Regions from separate parts of the Sus scrofa genome. Here all the other regions are linked to region 1. A link is a contact called in public HiChIP or PLAC-seq and promoter capture Hi-C data. All regions are on one chromosome and are shown on one strand. The core of a region is the stretch at or near the end of the contact, and the rest is flanking DNA. Distances in the headings are between cores, read along the strand shown. Region 1 holds the start of PML (protein PML). Region 2 holds the start of CSK (c-src tyrosine kinase). Region 3 holds the start of CLK3 (dual specificity protein kinase CLK3).

Evidence for each region. Promoter capture Hi-C pulls out the DNA fragments that hold promoters and counts their contacts. HiChIP or PLAC-seq counts read pairs in DNA pulled down with a chosen protein or histone mark.
Region 2: a contact with region 1 is called in an H3K27ac HiChIP or PLAC-seq map of alveolar macrophages. The contact joins the promoter of CSK here to the promoter of PML in region 1. A contact is called at or near these places in 1 of 47 Hi-C or Micro-C datasets (liver) and 1 of 2 datasets of contacts at active chromatin or transcription factors (alveolar macrophages).
Region 3: a promoter capture Hi-C map of liver shows a contact between it and region 1, with 2.7 times the contacts expected there. The contact joins the promoter of CLK3 here to the promoter of PML in region 1. A contact is called at or near these places in 1 of 5 promoter capture datasets (liver), 1 of 47 Hi-C or Micro-C datasets (heart right ventricle) and 1 of 2 datasets of contacts at active chromatin or transcription factors (alveolar macrophages).

The regions. Positions count from the first base shown.
Region 1 is chr7:59,447,204-59,452,163 of Sscrofa11.1, forward strand. PML (protein PML) reads right to left here and starts at 2,952. Exons shown (of 10, transcript XM_001925572.5): 1 at 2,759-2,952; 2 at 2,710-2,756; 3 at 519-985. The coding sequence starts at 2,843. It overlaps STOML1 (stomatin-like protein 1), which reads left to right and starts at 1,297. Exons shown (of 8, transcript XM_021099072.1): 1 at 1,297-2,061; 2 at 2,351-2,382; 3 at 4,484-4,533.
Region 2 is chr7:58,752,324-58,757,283 of Sscrofa11.1, forward strand. It overlaps CSK (c-src tyrosine kinase), which reads right to left and starts at 2,711. Exons shown (of 13, transcript NM_001190173.1): 1 at 2,337-2,711.
Region 3 is chr7:58,906,592-58,911,551 of Sscrofa11.1, forward strand. It overlaps CLK3 (dual specificity protein kinase CLK3), which reads right to left and starts at 3,025. Exons shown (of 13, transcript XM_001927924.7): 1 at 2,920-3,025.

The DNA.
Region 1 (4,960 bases), core at 1,702-4,201:
ATAATTGGACTTGACTTTTTTTTCCATACAAACACTCTCAGATAGCATGGTGTTCCGGTTTTGACTTTTCAGATAGAAACTAACTACTCACACCTCAGCCTAGAATCTAGCTGTACTGAGACTCCATGGCAGTGCTTGTGGAAAATTCCATTATAAGACTTTCTAAAGGGCAGTTTGGTAATATGTATCGAAACATAAAACTTTCATACCCCTTCACCTAGCAAAGGCATTTCTGAAAACTTATCCTAAAGAAATTCCTGAATATGCGTGCAAAGATGATTCTGCAGCATTATTTCTTATAAGGGAAATTGGAAACTATTACTATCCATCCATTTGCATTCGATAGCACAAAGAGTATCATCACCACTGACGCAGCTAGTCTTCGAGCCACACTTTGAGTTGTAAGACCTTAGAAGCTCCCCGTCCCACGTTCCTAGTGGGACTCTATTATCTCTGCTCCCCGCATCCTCTACCCCGCTCCTAGATGCGCCACCCACACCCTGGGCCAGTCCGCTCACCTAGTCAGCGCAGGGCTGCGGTGGTTGGGGTTGGAGCAGAAGATGTTGTTTGACTTGCGCGTGCAGTCCAGGAACTCGCCGACCGACTGGCTGCGGAGCTCGGCCAGCGGCCTGGCCTCGTGCTTGAGGAACCACTGATGCGCCTCGACACACTTGGCGCAGAGGAGCTGCTCACACTCAAAGCACCAGTAGTTGGCTGGTTCTTTGCAGCGGGTGCAAAGCGCCTGCGAATCCATGATCTGCCGGTACACGGACAGGCGCCGCTGCAGGCTCTCGAAGAAGACGTTATCCAGGGCCTGCGTGTCAGCGCCTTGGGGCCAGGGTGCCTGGCAGATGGGGCACTGCAAGCCCGGCTGCGGCAGGCATCCTGAACACAGCGTGTGCAGACAAGGTAGCAGCTTGGGGCATTTGGCTTCCTTCCGGCAGCCCTGGCAGCGCAAGAACTGGAACTCTTCTTCCATGGCTTGCTGGGGGACCAGAGAGGGAGGTGAGACCCGAAGTTCCAGGAGTCCCCACCCAACACGTGCTTGCCCCTATGGCTGGAGGCTGGGAGTGGAACTTACTATTCCATACCAGGCTGTCACTGGATGAGGCAAAACCCATCAGCACCCCAATCCTCCGTTTACTCAAACCTTCCCACACTTACTCCACAATTTACTGAGCACCTGCTTCTCCTAAGACACGGTACTAGGCCCATCCTATACACGGATGTATAGCACACATCCCTGCCTTCAAGGAACTTAAGTTTAGAAAAGAGATTCATTAAGTGTATGTCATATAACCTCATATAAAATACCAAAATACACTTTGGTAGTTCTTCAAAAAGTTAAACGTAGAACTACCATATGATCCAGCAATTCCACTCCTAGATATATACCCCCAAAAACTGAAAACAAGTACCCAGATACCCATTGTTCTACACACAGCATTATTCACAATAGCCAAAAAGCACAAACAACCCAAGTACCCATCAACAGATGAACGGATAAACAAAATGTGGTATACAATGGAATATTATTCAGACTTCAAAAGGAAATTCTGATACATGCTACAACATGGATGAACCTTGAAGACATTATGCTAAGTAAAATCCAATACAAAGGGAAAAATGTTGTAGGATTAAACTTATATGAAATATCCAGACTAGGCAAAATCAGAGACAAAAAGTAGATTAGAGGCTCTCAGCCACTGGGGGAAGAGGGGAATAAGGAACTATTACTTAGACGGTACAGACTTTGGATGAAAAAACTCAGGAAAGATATGGGTGATGGTTACACAACATTACCAACGGCTTGAAGCCACTGGCTTTTACACTTAGAAAAGGATAAAACACACATAACACATAGATGTTATTGTATTTTACTACCAAAAAAATGCTAAACACAATACGTGGCACATGAAAAGTGTTCATAAAGGTTAACGGTATTGTTAATATTATTCCTGGGTGTGATAAAGCAGATAATAAAAGTTACTGCAATGTGGTCTTACGTGTACTTTCAAGAGGAAGAGTAAAAAGGGCCTGTTAGAACACAGAGCAAGTGATGTAAGTAGTTCCTTTGATGTGGGAGGCTGGGGAGTCTGTGCAGGAGGAGACTAATAAACTCCTATTAAACCCTTTGGGGATGGGGGTTGGGAGGGCAGAGGACTCGGAGAAAAGGATCCAAGAAGCTTCCTAAAGGGGGAACCACAGGAACTTGAGGCCTTAGCCAAGACACCTACCTCTCTGCCACTTTCTGATCTAAGAACTAGGGTTCTGGTTTTTCAACGCCTGGGACATACTCGGGGCTCCCAAGCCAGTGCAATAAGGCTGCTATTTCCTTTCGTCCTAACAGGTGGGGTCTTTCACCTGAGGCAGGGATAAGAGGTAAGTCGCCAGCGTGGGCGCAAGAGTCTGGTCTCCAGTGCCACTGACCCTCAGCATCTCACCCCGCTGCTAGTAGAGAATCACAGTCCAGAGAGGCCCACCTAACTCATCCTGGTCCCCTTTTCTACTTTCGCGCATCCCTACCCCAATCGAGAAGGTCAGAACCCTTGGGCCTGATCTTCCCTCTTTGTGTCACTCTTTAAGGTACCTGACCAAGTTTCCTTGTCCTTTCCCATCTGTTCTCCCCCACCCACCCACCCCTACCCCGTCCTCCGACCAAAGCAAATCAACAAAGCCTAAACCCCATCTCCCCAAACGCAGTAGTACCTCTGTGGGGCTGGGGCTGGGGCTGGGCTGGTGTCCTTCGGTGGGGGCTCCGGGGGCGGCATGGTGGGGGCCTGGGGCAGTACGGGGTTCTGCTGGGGCCCCGGAGATCGGGCGGGTGCCGGTTCCTGCTGCATGGAATCCAGCGCAGTTTCGTTTCTCGGTTTTGATCTGGGAGGGCGGGAGAAGCTGAACCAGAGGCGTGCGCGAGAGCACTGAGTTCCCGGAGCAGTTCAAAGGGGAGGTGCCCGCTCTGGGCCCGCCTCCCGAGAGGAAGTGAGACGCGAGCTGTGGGGGGAGGCTCTAGGGCGGAGAGGCCAACTGTGGGTTTTGAAGGCTCGTCCAGAACGGGGAGCAGGGAGAGGGAGGAGAGGAGTAGACTCAGAGGTGGACTTTGGCAGAACTGACCCCGAGGGAGGCAGCCCCCGCCCTCGGCTTTGAAACGTTCATTCAGCTCACACTGGCTCAGCTTTTGTGCCAGCCCTCCGCGGGGAGCCGGGGCCGCAAGGATCTCATTCCCTGCTTTGGAAGAGCAGGCCCCTCCGTGGAGATTTTTCACACAGTATTGAGACTAGCTGGAAAGGAAGTGTCTCACTGGGACTTGAAGGAATGGTGGGAATTTACCAGGGATTCAGAGATTGCAGGACTCTTTACACAGAGAGAACAGCACGTGCAAAGGCGTGGAGGTTTGAAACAGGAGTGCCTGTTTAGAAACTAGTTTTGGTTATTTTCAGATTTAAGAGGGGACCCATGTAATGTCAGCCTAGGAATGGGCTGGGGCAAGATGGTAGCTAGGGAGACCCGACCTGTACTGTGGGCAATAGAGAGTCAGTGAAGGGTTTGGAAGCCAGGAGCAACAGGATCCTTTGCGTATGCTGGGACAGTCACTCTGACGACCAGGGCCCAGTGGTCTGGTCTAGGACAGTGGCTGTGGGATGCCTGGGAGGACCTGAGTCAGAGACACTGGGAGTAGACTGTGTGGAGATGAGGGGAATGGGACGATGCCCTGTGTGACCATTGGAAGGGCTGGTGAATCCGAGGCAGTAGAGAGTGGGGAAAGCTGGCAAGCAGGAATGGGAAAAGTGAGGGGAGAGCAGGTTTGCTCTTGGCCAAAGGAGAAGCCCAGGCCCCCAGCTGGTGTGGGGAGAAAGCACAACTCCAGGTGGCATCACTGGGCCAATGCCGCTGTCTTCAAACTTCAAAGCATCCCAGCCATTGTGCGGACTCCCATTCCTGTTCTGTACCCATTCTGTGCTCAGCTCCAGCTTGGGACAGACTATAGAGGGATGATAACAGGGCCTTGCTCTTGTAAAGCTTATAGTAGGGAAGGATAACTAACTTCCCAGGGACAGTGAGAAGCCTCAGGAACCTACCCTATCCTGCAGCTTGATCAGTAAGGAGTCATCTGCAGAAGGGACCTGGAAGTGGTCTATGGCTGAGGGGCCTGAAGAGGCAGGAGTGGCATGTGTGAGACAAGGAAAGCTTTTTAATTTCTTTGCCCACTTTGGGAGACAGACTGCCCAAAATCTTGTTGGAAATTACTGCTTCTCAGAGTAAATTCACCATTTGCATTTGAGTTTTCTCAATTGGTGGAGAGGCAAGTTACCTCTGCGTACCTGGATCAGGGGGCTGCTCTTTCTGCACCTGCAGAACCAAGGATCTCACCTCTCTGGTGCTCGGAGGGCTGCTCTGGCATAACACTGTGCGATCCCCTTGTTTCTTACTCTGCCATGCTCCCTGAGGTCTGCAAATGAAATTTCTTGCATTTTGTACCCAGGTTCAGGCCCTCCTGACCCACAGTGACCTGGCTACCCCTTCTTTCCACAGGTAAGCACTGAGATCCACTCTGTGCCAGGCCCTGCTTGCTGGGCTGGGGGGAAACAAAGGAATAATTTGTTGATCATTCCATAGAGGAAACCCTAATTCTGAATAAGGGCAACCTCCTCCAAAATCCTGTCCCTAGTTTGTGAGTTTGTGCTGAGAGAAGGCTGGTAACATTTCCTTGATTCTAGAGAAGATCCAGCTCCTGACAACCTTCTTACAAAACTCAACTTTCCTTTCAGCTCCTTTTCTAAGGCCCAGTGGGAGAAGGGAGCAGGGAGTAGGAACCTCTAGAGGACTCTTGTGAGATCCCAGGAACCCAGACTACTCTTCCTTCCCGCTCCGCGGCCGCAGTTCGGTCCTCCTAGCGCAGGGGGCGCTGTGCGATGGCGGGATCCGGGCCTGGACTGCCTCCTCTTCCTGGCCTGGGCCG
Region 2 (4,960 bases), core at 1,461-3,960, 700 kb before region 1:
AAAAAGATAAGGAAAAGGAGGCGGGGAGTGCCACGATAATAACAGTCACGGCGCCGGTGAAGAAACAGTGGGTGAATTTTCTGTTTTCTAAATTTTCTGTAGTGCTGTTTTGTTACTTTCTAAATTAAGAAAACTAATACTACATACCGACATATGCAGTGTTCTCGCAACGAGCTCAGATTCATTTCCCTGGGGCCTGCCTGCCCCTCAGCTCTGGCCTGGTGTCTGGGACATCTATGAAAGGAGGGCCTTTCCAGCTTGGGACAGCACCTCAGCACATGAGGCTCCCTCCTTAATTTCTCTTGCCCAGACCCCAAACCTTTGGAGTGTCTCTCTGGGACCATGAGCCAAGGTTTCAAAATCCCCCAAGAGCTGGAGCCCAGAACTGGACCCAAGCTGTCCTGCCCGCTCAGGCTTGTGGGGGCAGCCACGTCACTCTGCAGGCCCTGGTCCTCTGTTTCTGTCTCTGCCTGCAGTCTGGTCTGCTCTGGGGTGGCTCAACCCCTTGGGGCCTGGTGTCCCCTGCAGTGGTGCTGGGGACCATCTTCTGGTCCTTCTCTGTCCCAGACCCCCGACGCAGAGAGAAGAGCAAGGAGGAAGGCACCAAGGTGGCCAGATAAAAAGGGAATCCCTGCACATATGTTTGCCAGAAGACAGACCCCTAGTTTCTACAAGGGCCTCGGGACCCCAGGCTGCACTCAACAGTTGGTATAAAGGCACCCAATGATGTCAGGCTTCAGCCCCAGACCCTCAGGCTGGAAAGGAAGTTAGGGTTGGGTGAGGGGAGCCTCACCGGCCCACCACATCTGTATCCCCTCCACCATGCATGTCAGGGCAACCGGAAACAACTCTAAATCAAGGGCAGAGGCCTAAGCAAGACAAAACTGCCAGATGCCCCGAGGGGCCCCAGATATGGCTCAGTATCCTCCAGGGAACCTCCCACACTTCCAGGAGCCAGAGGATGCTGCCACAGTCCCAATCTTCTTCCTGCTGCCTTCACCCTGTTCCTGCGGGGCCCCACCGAGAAAGACATTGGGACCATCAGGGTGTGGGGAGCTTGGAAGAGACCCCCTGGGTGTGCTCGCTCTGACAATGCTCCTATGCCAAGGCTATACGAGGCTTGCTCCCTGTGGACACAGGGCTCTCACATTCTGCATCCAGATCCATTCATGCTCCTATACCAGCTGGGCCAAAGGGTCAGGAATGACGATCAGGCTGTTTCAGCTCAGCACCAGGGCTACACCCCACGGGTGCCCCCGCATGCCACTTCCCGTCAGTAAGACCCAGCCTCAAGCACCAGAGGGAAATCCCATGGGCAGTGCTGATTCGGTCTGAGCCCAGACCCAGGCAGAACCGTCACCGGAAGCCCTCTCCCTCCTCTCTAGCCCTCTGCAGGGGAGCACGTGCTCACCCCACAAGGTCCCATGGGCCAGGCTGGGGGCTTATGGCCCCAGTGGGTAAAGGCTTATGCCTGGTTTCCCTGTACCCATAGCAGTCCAGGTGTTGTGGGGTGGTGGTGGGAGGGGATGGATGACGGAGGGACAGACAGCCTAACTCTGCCAAAGGCCTGGGATAGCAACTTCCCCCTTTGAGCCTCAGCCCCCCAGCCTACAAAATGGGAGGGGAGGTGAACCCTTAGTTAAGCTCCAAGGATCTGGTAGCTGGACACACCCCTTCCTGACAACTGGCCTGGCCTCCAACGAGCCTGGGAGAACAGAAAGGGCTGACCAGGACGCTAGGAGGTGGGGACCCACCTCCTAATGCCCAGTGTCACCTCCACCGAGGCCAGAGGCCCTGCCTAGTTTCCCACCCAAGGGTCAGATGTCCCTGGGCTTAGGCCTGGTCTTCTAAAAGTCCGAAGATGATAAGCTCAACCTCTGGCAGGCTCAAGGGAGGCGGCTGGACCCTGGGCCTCCGCAGAGGGAATGAAGGAGGGGTCAGAACCAGGCAGGCCAAAAAACCTGCAGGCCTGCAGGGAGGCCCTGGGCAGGGAATGGCAAACAGCCCATTCTCCTGGGCTCTGGTCCACGCTGACCCCTTCCCCTCCGCTCCAGCCAGCCCCAATACGGGGAAAGGACAGACTCCGGGTGGCCTGAGACAAGTCTGAGGGGCTGGGAGGGCAGTACCTCCCTCGTGAGCCCCCCTCCCAGACGGGCTGACAGTGACTCCCGGGAGATTTCGAACCCGGGAAGGAGGGGGTAAGGGAGTGGGGGATGGGTGTGGACGCCACGGCAGCTGCAACAGAAGCAACAGAAGCGGGACGTACAACCTCCACCCGTCTTCCCCTTGGGAAGCACTCGGACGCCCACCTCCTTCAGGGCCTGCCAGACACTCACCTTTTTCGGGGCACTGCGGTCCGGGCCACCTCGCTGCGGGCAGCATCAGCGGCCTGCGGGACGGTCCATGCGGCCAGCCGAGAAGGGAGGGGCGCAGGGGTCCCCGGGGGGTGCGGTACAAAGAGGTCTGGGTGCGAAAGGAGGGGGAGGAAGGACGGCCAGACAGAGGCAGGGGGATGGCTGCGCGGCCCGGGTCGGGGAGGGAAGAAAGGCGGGGGAAGGGGGGCGGGAGGGACTCAGGGGGAGGAAACAATGTAGCCGGTGAGGCCCCGGCAGAGTTCCGCTTCCAAACGCCGACACCAAGGCTCGATCTGGGGACGTCGCGCCGGCTGCCCCGGGCTGCCCCGGACGCTGGCTCGGGGGCCGCAGGGTCTCTCCACGTTCCACGCCCCGGAGACTCCTGCGGCCAGAGGCTGCCTGGAGCGGGAGGGACGGCTGGCCGGGGGATAGCCCCGACGGCGGCGCTGCCGGGCGATGGCCCAGCTCGGACCCCACCCCGGCAGGACCTCCGGACAGGGTGCGGGGTGGGGCGGGAGCGAGAGGGCGGCGGCGGTCTCAGCGGCGGCGGCCAAGCTCGGCTCGCCCTGGGCTCCGCTGGGAGGAAGCTCGCAGGCCTGGCGAGAGGAAGCGCGGCCCCGGATCCTCCGCCCGCGGCAGCGCGCCTGCGCGAGGGAGCCAGCCGGGAGCACGGCGGGGCGTGGGCTGGCGGGAGGACAGCGCCCTCTGTCGGGATCCCGGGGCACTGCGGGGGGTGTGTCCGCGCCCAAGCCCTGCCCCCACCTGCCCGCCCGCGTCGAAGGCTTCAGAAGGTCCCTCACTGAGGGCCGAACAGTCCGCCTTGGAGCAAACGCCAAAACTTCCCTGGGGAACAGCTCTCCCTATGCAGAAGCGACCTCCTTCTTCTCGTATCTTTTTGTGGAGAATGGGTCTCGCTCGCAGCAGCATTCATTCATTCATAGGTGTTTCCTGGCGCTGATGTTGCGACAGGCCCTGTAATGAAGACCGCTTCATTACTGCCAAGGAGTTCCCAGAACTGGCAGGCCAGCAGACAAGCGCTAAGAAATAATTGATAAAAGTGAAGAAGTGTGTACAGGTCCACAAGAAGCAGAAAAGAGGGAAGGGTAATGGGCAATCTTCATAAAGCTGGGACCCCAGGCAGAAGGAACAGCATGGACAAAGGTAGGGAGAGGTGAGAGCCATTTGGTGGCTCTGGGAACTGTAAATAGCTCAGTATGGCTGCAGTTTGCAGTGTGGGTCCAGGAGAGTCCTGGGAGATGGCGTCCCCGACAGCCGCGGAGACAAAAGAGATCCAAAAAGACTGATGGGACTTTTCTTGGACTTTGTTTTCGAAAAGCCTGGCAGCAATGAGGAAGTTGTCAGTAGCTATGTGACCTTGGGAAAGTTACTTAACCTCTCTGGGCTCTAGTTTACCAAACAGGGAAAGTAACAGCACCAACTTCTTAAGGTTTTGTGGGGAGGAAATGAGTTAATACATTTAAAGAGCTTAGCATGCAGTGGCAGGCACATGGTCAGTCCTTAGCCAAGTATTGCCTGTTATTATATATTACAGTTAACAGGATGTCATCTGCTCTGAGCTACAGGAGCTGATGTGCATGTGGGGGGGGGGGGGAGCATACAGTTTTGGGGGCAGGGCAGTGATGGTGGAAAGACCAGAGACTCCAGTGTAGGTGGGGGTGGGGGGGCACTATCCTAGGGACTGGGCCCTGAAGGAAGAGTCTGGTTTGGGTGGGCAGAGGGGAGGGGCATACTGTGGTGGGGGAAATGAGGTGTACTTGCAAAGTCTTGAAATTCAAAATAAGTGAGGGGCTAGGGACTGAGAGGGACAGTAAAGGGCCCTGTGGGAGAGTGAGCTGAATGTGCAGTGTGGCTGTACATTGCACAGAGAGGAGTTGGGTTTGCCTCCCGAGACAGACCACAGAATGGCCCTCCGACCCAGTGCACCCCTGGGCCAGCTTTCCAGTACGGAGCCAGCCCTTCAAGGAGTGAAGCAGTAGTCCCACCCCTGCCCTTAGGAGACATCCACTAAGTCTCAGAGATGGCTGTGGTGTGATGGGGAAAAGTATGAATTTGGAGTTCAAATCATAAAGTTAAATCTCAGTGGGGCCGCTTCCCAGCTGTGTGACCTTGGGCTAGTTACTTAACGTCTCTGAGCTCAGTTTCCTCCTCTGTAAGATCAAGCTCAAAAAGGCACCTCTTTCACAAGAGATGGTGCAGATCTAGCAAGATAACGGCCTAGGGGTGAGGGAGGTGGGGAGGGCGCTCAGCTTGGCTGGTTTCCCTTTCTTTCCTCTGAGGTCAAGATGGAATGATAAATTGGGACCGGATGGGGCCACCTCTCAGGCTGAAGGGAAGGCCTTCAGTGGCTTTGCAAAGACTTCTGGAAGTGCGAAGTTGACATCTCCCCTCCCTTGACTGAATCAGCTGGCAAAATGAGAAAGGGCTGTGGGGATTTGGGGAAAATGCTCTAATCCCTGTTCCAGTTTTGTCACCAGCCCATCTTTCGTTACCCTCAAGCACATTTGACTTTTTCCCCTGAGTTTGCTGCGGTCTGAGTATGAACTTTGGAGTCAAACAGACTTGTATTTGCATCCTGGCTCCACCTC
Region 3 (4,960 bases), core at 1,775-4,274, 540 kb before region 1:
AACAAACAGCTTCCTCCCCAGCAGAGCATCAGTGGCCTGGTGGTCTGAGCACTAGGAGAACTGGGCAAGCCAGGACAAGTGCTGAGGTAGAATGCAGGGAGAGGCTGGTGAGCACCTTCACAAGAGTCTGGGGCCAAGAAGAAAGGGAGACTCCTGTGCTCAGTTCCCTCCTGCCTGTCTGTAGGGTCCTAGGAAGTGCCTTTTCTGTCAAGCCAGAGGCCAGAGTCAAAAGGCTGCTGGCAGGAGTCAACACACAGGAGCAAAGGGTGAAAGTCCTCAAGTTTGAAAAGCCAAGTTGTCTGGCTGAGGCTCTGGAACTGGACCCTACACAAGGGAGCAAGGACCACAATTTAGTGTGAGGAGCCACTGGCAGAAACGAGAAGACCAGCCCTTGGAGAAAGAGGTACACGGGGCCCCACAAACATCCCTTGGGGTCTGGCCAAGCAGATATGGGGGTCTCTCCAGCCCTTCATGGTCTCTATTCAGTCTCAGCATCAATAAAGTCCTCAGAGCAACCAAGTTTCTTGCCTGAAACCTATTTAGCACCCTCAGACCACCTGCCACTGGTGCCATGCCAGGCAGTGCCTCACCTCTATCCCACTACTGTCCCCACTTCTATATTCTGAATTTCAGGAGGAACTAGAGGATCGGCTGTCTGGCAGGCTGTGTGCTTGGGAAAGCAGGCCAAAGGGGCCCCACCTCCCTATCCCTGGTTCAGTGTGGACTTACAGCCACCACAGGAAATTGCCATCTTGGATCAGCCATCAAACGAGAAAGATGGGTATGTGAGGCCAGCTCCCTGTTCCACCCACAATCCAAACCCTGACACTGCCTCCATAGGAAGGCTGGGCCTGAGCAATCCTTCCAGATAAATACTTTGTAACACCTCCTCAAGAGCTCAGACTGCTGCTCTCTTTTGGTGATCAGCTGACTAATGTTCACTGTTTCTCCCCAGTTAGGCTGGGTCACGTGACCAAGCTGTGGGATGAAGACGGTATCTCACATCTGTGTCACTAAGTGACATGGAAGATGCTTCAGTGGCCAGGGCAAAGGGCTTGCCCATCCTCACTGGGCAAAGCACCAGAGCTGGAAGTCACGGGGTCTAGTCCGTATCAGGCTAGACTCCTTCCTGGGACCTAGAAGATTCTTAGTGCACACATGTTCATGTTAGTGGAAAGAGCACAGCTTCAGTCACGCTGATGTCAACATGAATGCTGACATGGCCACTTCTAGCTTGTGCCTTTAGGCAGGTTATTAAACACCTCTACCCTTCAGCTTCCTCTTGCAACAAAGGAACAGTAATCACTTACAGGGTTTATGTCACATCTTAAAGTAACATGCCTAGTACATGCCCTTGGGTCAAATGCCTAGCATGGGTCACAAGAGATACTGAAGGCAGCTTTTCATTAAAAAGTTTCCAAGTAACACCTCTGGGTCTATGTTAAATGCCTTAAAAGCATTAAAGGTAGTTCATAAGTCCCAAGGGAGCAGAGGGGAGAGAGGTATAGGTAGAAAACCCTATACCTAAAGTAAATCCCAGTGCTGCCACTTGGCCTTGTGACCTTATACAAGTCACTCTGGGCCATGGTTACAATATCTGGAAAATGGAGATATGACCACCTCCCAGCCAAGTTGGCAAAGGGAATGACAAATATGAGAGATATAAAGTATCACACGCAAGGCAATCAGAGAGGACATAATCTCCCCTGTTTTAACACATTCTAGGCAGGTGAAATAATGGTAACACCAGATGCCCCTCATAATCCTCCCAGCTAGGGTTCTAGGGCCCATTTCTCCTCAATTATCTCTGATTCTCTGAGACCCCAGCAAACAGGTTGTAAAAGAAAAACAAGGGCCACAATTACGTTCCAGAAGGCTCTGCTTGGCACAATTAAGAAAAAGGTAATGTGAAAGAAACCAGGGCGAGGATGCCAGCTTTTCTCTGAGCACAGGCCTAGCTGTCTTCTCATTTGCTGTTCCTGGCCAGAGAACTGGGTTGACAAGAGCAGCCAGCCAAGTCAGCGGCAGCCCTGCCGGATCCCAGCCACCCCAGCGCCCCATGGTTATTTTTGGCTGACGCTGCCCCAACACTGCAACCTCAAACCTGCCACCTTGCAAGCCGCCACCACCGGGAGAAACGCTCCTCCTTTTCAAGGGCATGGAGGAGGGAAGCTGGAAGGCCGCCAACTCCGCCTCAACGGGGCCCTGGCTCAGGCGATTCCCACCCCAGCTCCACACCAGGACACCCGCACCCGGAACTAAAGCACAGAGACTCCTGGACCATGCAGCAGCCCGGGCATTTGTACTGTCAGCTTGGCTCGGCCCCTCCTCCGGGCTGGAGCGGCTCCATCATCACAACAAAACAATCAGGGGGCCCGCAGCCCTCGCTCGCGTCCTTCCTGACGCCGCGGGTCCCAGAGATCTGAGGCGGGTTCCTGGTAACCGCCGCCAATGGAGGCGAGGGGAGACCTGGGGTGGGGGAGGCGGGCAGGAGGAAAGCCAGCTTGGGCCGGAATCAGACTCCAAGCCGCGCGGAGAGGAGGAGTCTGCCGACCCAGCCTCGAGCCAGGGTTAGGGGAGGGGTCTGAAAGCCCCTCCAGGCTGTCGCAGGTAGGACCCTGACCCCATTCCGCGGGCAGGTATAGGGCCGAAGGTGGATCCCTGCAGGGCCCTCAGGGGCCTCTCACAGGTTCGGACTCGGACGCACAGGATCGAGAGACTGGGGTCTGCTGTGACCGCCCTCTGGGGGAGAAGCGGCAGGTCAGGGGTGAGAGGTCGGGGCCGCGGCCTGAGATGGGCCAAGAGAACGAAAGAGAGCAGACCAAGCCCGAACTAGAAGCCCGGGGACCCACACCCAGCGTACCCGCCCCTCTGACTCAACCCCCCGCTCCTCGTCGCGGGCCAGGGCCCCACACTCACCGTCTCCCAGGCTCCGGCTGAGGCTAGGCCCCACTCCCCGCTCCGAGCGCCTCTTCCGCTTCCGGCTCCGGCCTCCGCCCGTGGCGGGCCCGCCCCTCCCGTGACGCAGCCGTCGGTCGACTGAGCTCGGCGACTTGGCCCCTCTAGCCGTGAACTCGAAGACTCTGGAGGACCCGCCCTGTCCACCTGGGTCGCTGCGGCGGCGGTGGAACCTGGTTCCTGGAGGGCCGAGGGGATGTCCCCAGCCGCGGCCCGCCCCCTGCCGTGTCACGAGGCACGTAGGCCTCAAAGATGCGGCGGGGGGCACCGGTGGACAGGCGCTGAGAGCCGAAAGGTGGAGCCCCGACCCCGCCCAAGCCCGCTTGGCCTTTCCTTTCCTGAGCGCCGGGAGGAGGGCATTGTTTCGCTGTCGCCTCAAGTGAAAACTGGGTAGGCCTTGAGCGCCAGCCCGGCCTCGAGGCCCTGGAGGGCGCTAAAGCCCACGGAGGATCGGGAAGGAGGTTCCCGACTCCCGCTGATGTGAAAGAAGCAAATGAGACCTTATTCATGTGTGGAGGAGCTTTTTAAAGTCATGGCGGCGCGTCCAAGCCCGGTGTATGTGCACTGCAGTTTCTGGGAAGATACTGGAGAGTCACGTCGGCGGGGCCTTTGAAGGGAAAGGGACGGGTTCTGGGGTAAAAGGGGGTCTCGTTTTCCTTGAGCATTCTTGGGCACGGCAGTGAGCAGACCAGAGTTGTTTCTTAGTTCATAACCACCCGCGTCCCACCCCCGCCGAAGAAAAGCCCCGCGGCCCCCCTCACTCCTATTTCTCCCCTGGAGTCACCTGGTGACCTCTCTGCCCCCGCCGCCGGCGCGGGCTCACCGAAGCCCCGGCCACCTACTGCCCCGCTCTTGGTCATAGGGAGATAAGGAGGTCATCTTTTCCAGATGAGAAAACCGAGGTCAGGTCCTTTGGGAGACCTCGCGGTTTATGAGCGTGCACTCCCTGGCCCCCCCCCCCCCCCGGCTCTCGCTGGCGTCGGTCAAAGAGGGCGGGAGCGGCCTCTAATTGCCCCCTAGCCACGCCAGGGCCCAAGAAGGAGGGACACAGCATCCTTCCGGGCCCCGCCCCTCCCGGGGACTGAACTGCGAAGGCTGCAGCATTTCCCCAGCACCGCGTGGGCCTGCTTGTCACCACCCCTTTCCCCAGCCCCGGCCCCGCCTCCGCCCTCGCCGCAGCGAGGGCTGGTCACGCCCCTGACATCCGGCTAGTCTCCCAGCCACTGAGGCGGATTCCAAAAGGAAACGACCCCTCCGGAGTTGCGAGGCCTCTACAGTCTCTAACCTCTAGTTCCCCCTTAAACTGGGGTCTGACGGCATGGCTTGAGCAGGTGCTTAGTACAAATCTCCGTTAGTTCCACCACTCCCACTGCAAGTAAACAACCAAAGCCAAGTTCAAACGGGTTGCTTACTACACTAATGCAGCCTCAAGACCGACTCCCGGTCCCGGTCCAACCAAATGCACCCATTCCCCCCAATATAAATTCCGGAGCCGCTTCTACTGTGTAGTTGGCGACCGAGAGCCCGGCTGTCTCTGCCCCTAAATCCTGCCCCTTTAGGCTCCTGCCTCTGGGGTGGAAGATTCTGAGCAGCCATTTTTGCCTAGGCCTTTGCCCTATGCCAGAGGCCACACCAGCAGGGGTCCATCTAAGGGTTTCATCCATTAAGATGAGGTGGAAGGGCTCTGGTGTCTCCTCCTCCTACAGCTATGTGTTGCCTGCAGTTTCCATGGCTCCTGCAAGCTAGGATCACAACAGCAGCTGAGGGTGGAGGAGCTCAGAGCCCGGAGTCATGACCTGGGCACCAGTCTCTGAGCTGGTAAGTCAGGCCATCTTCCCACCATCCCTCCCACCATCAAGAACACAGGAGTCCCTGCCTCCTAGTAAAGAAACAGAGCTCTCTTTTTCAGAAATAGAATAGGAGCCATCTCCCAGCTCCTTCTCTAAAGTCTGCAGTCCAGCAGCTGTCCTACCTGATACTCTACCTTTAAGCCTCATTCTTC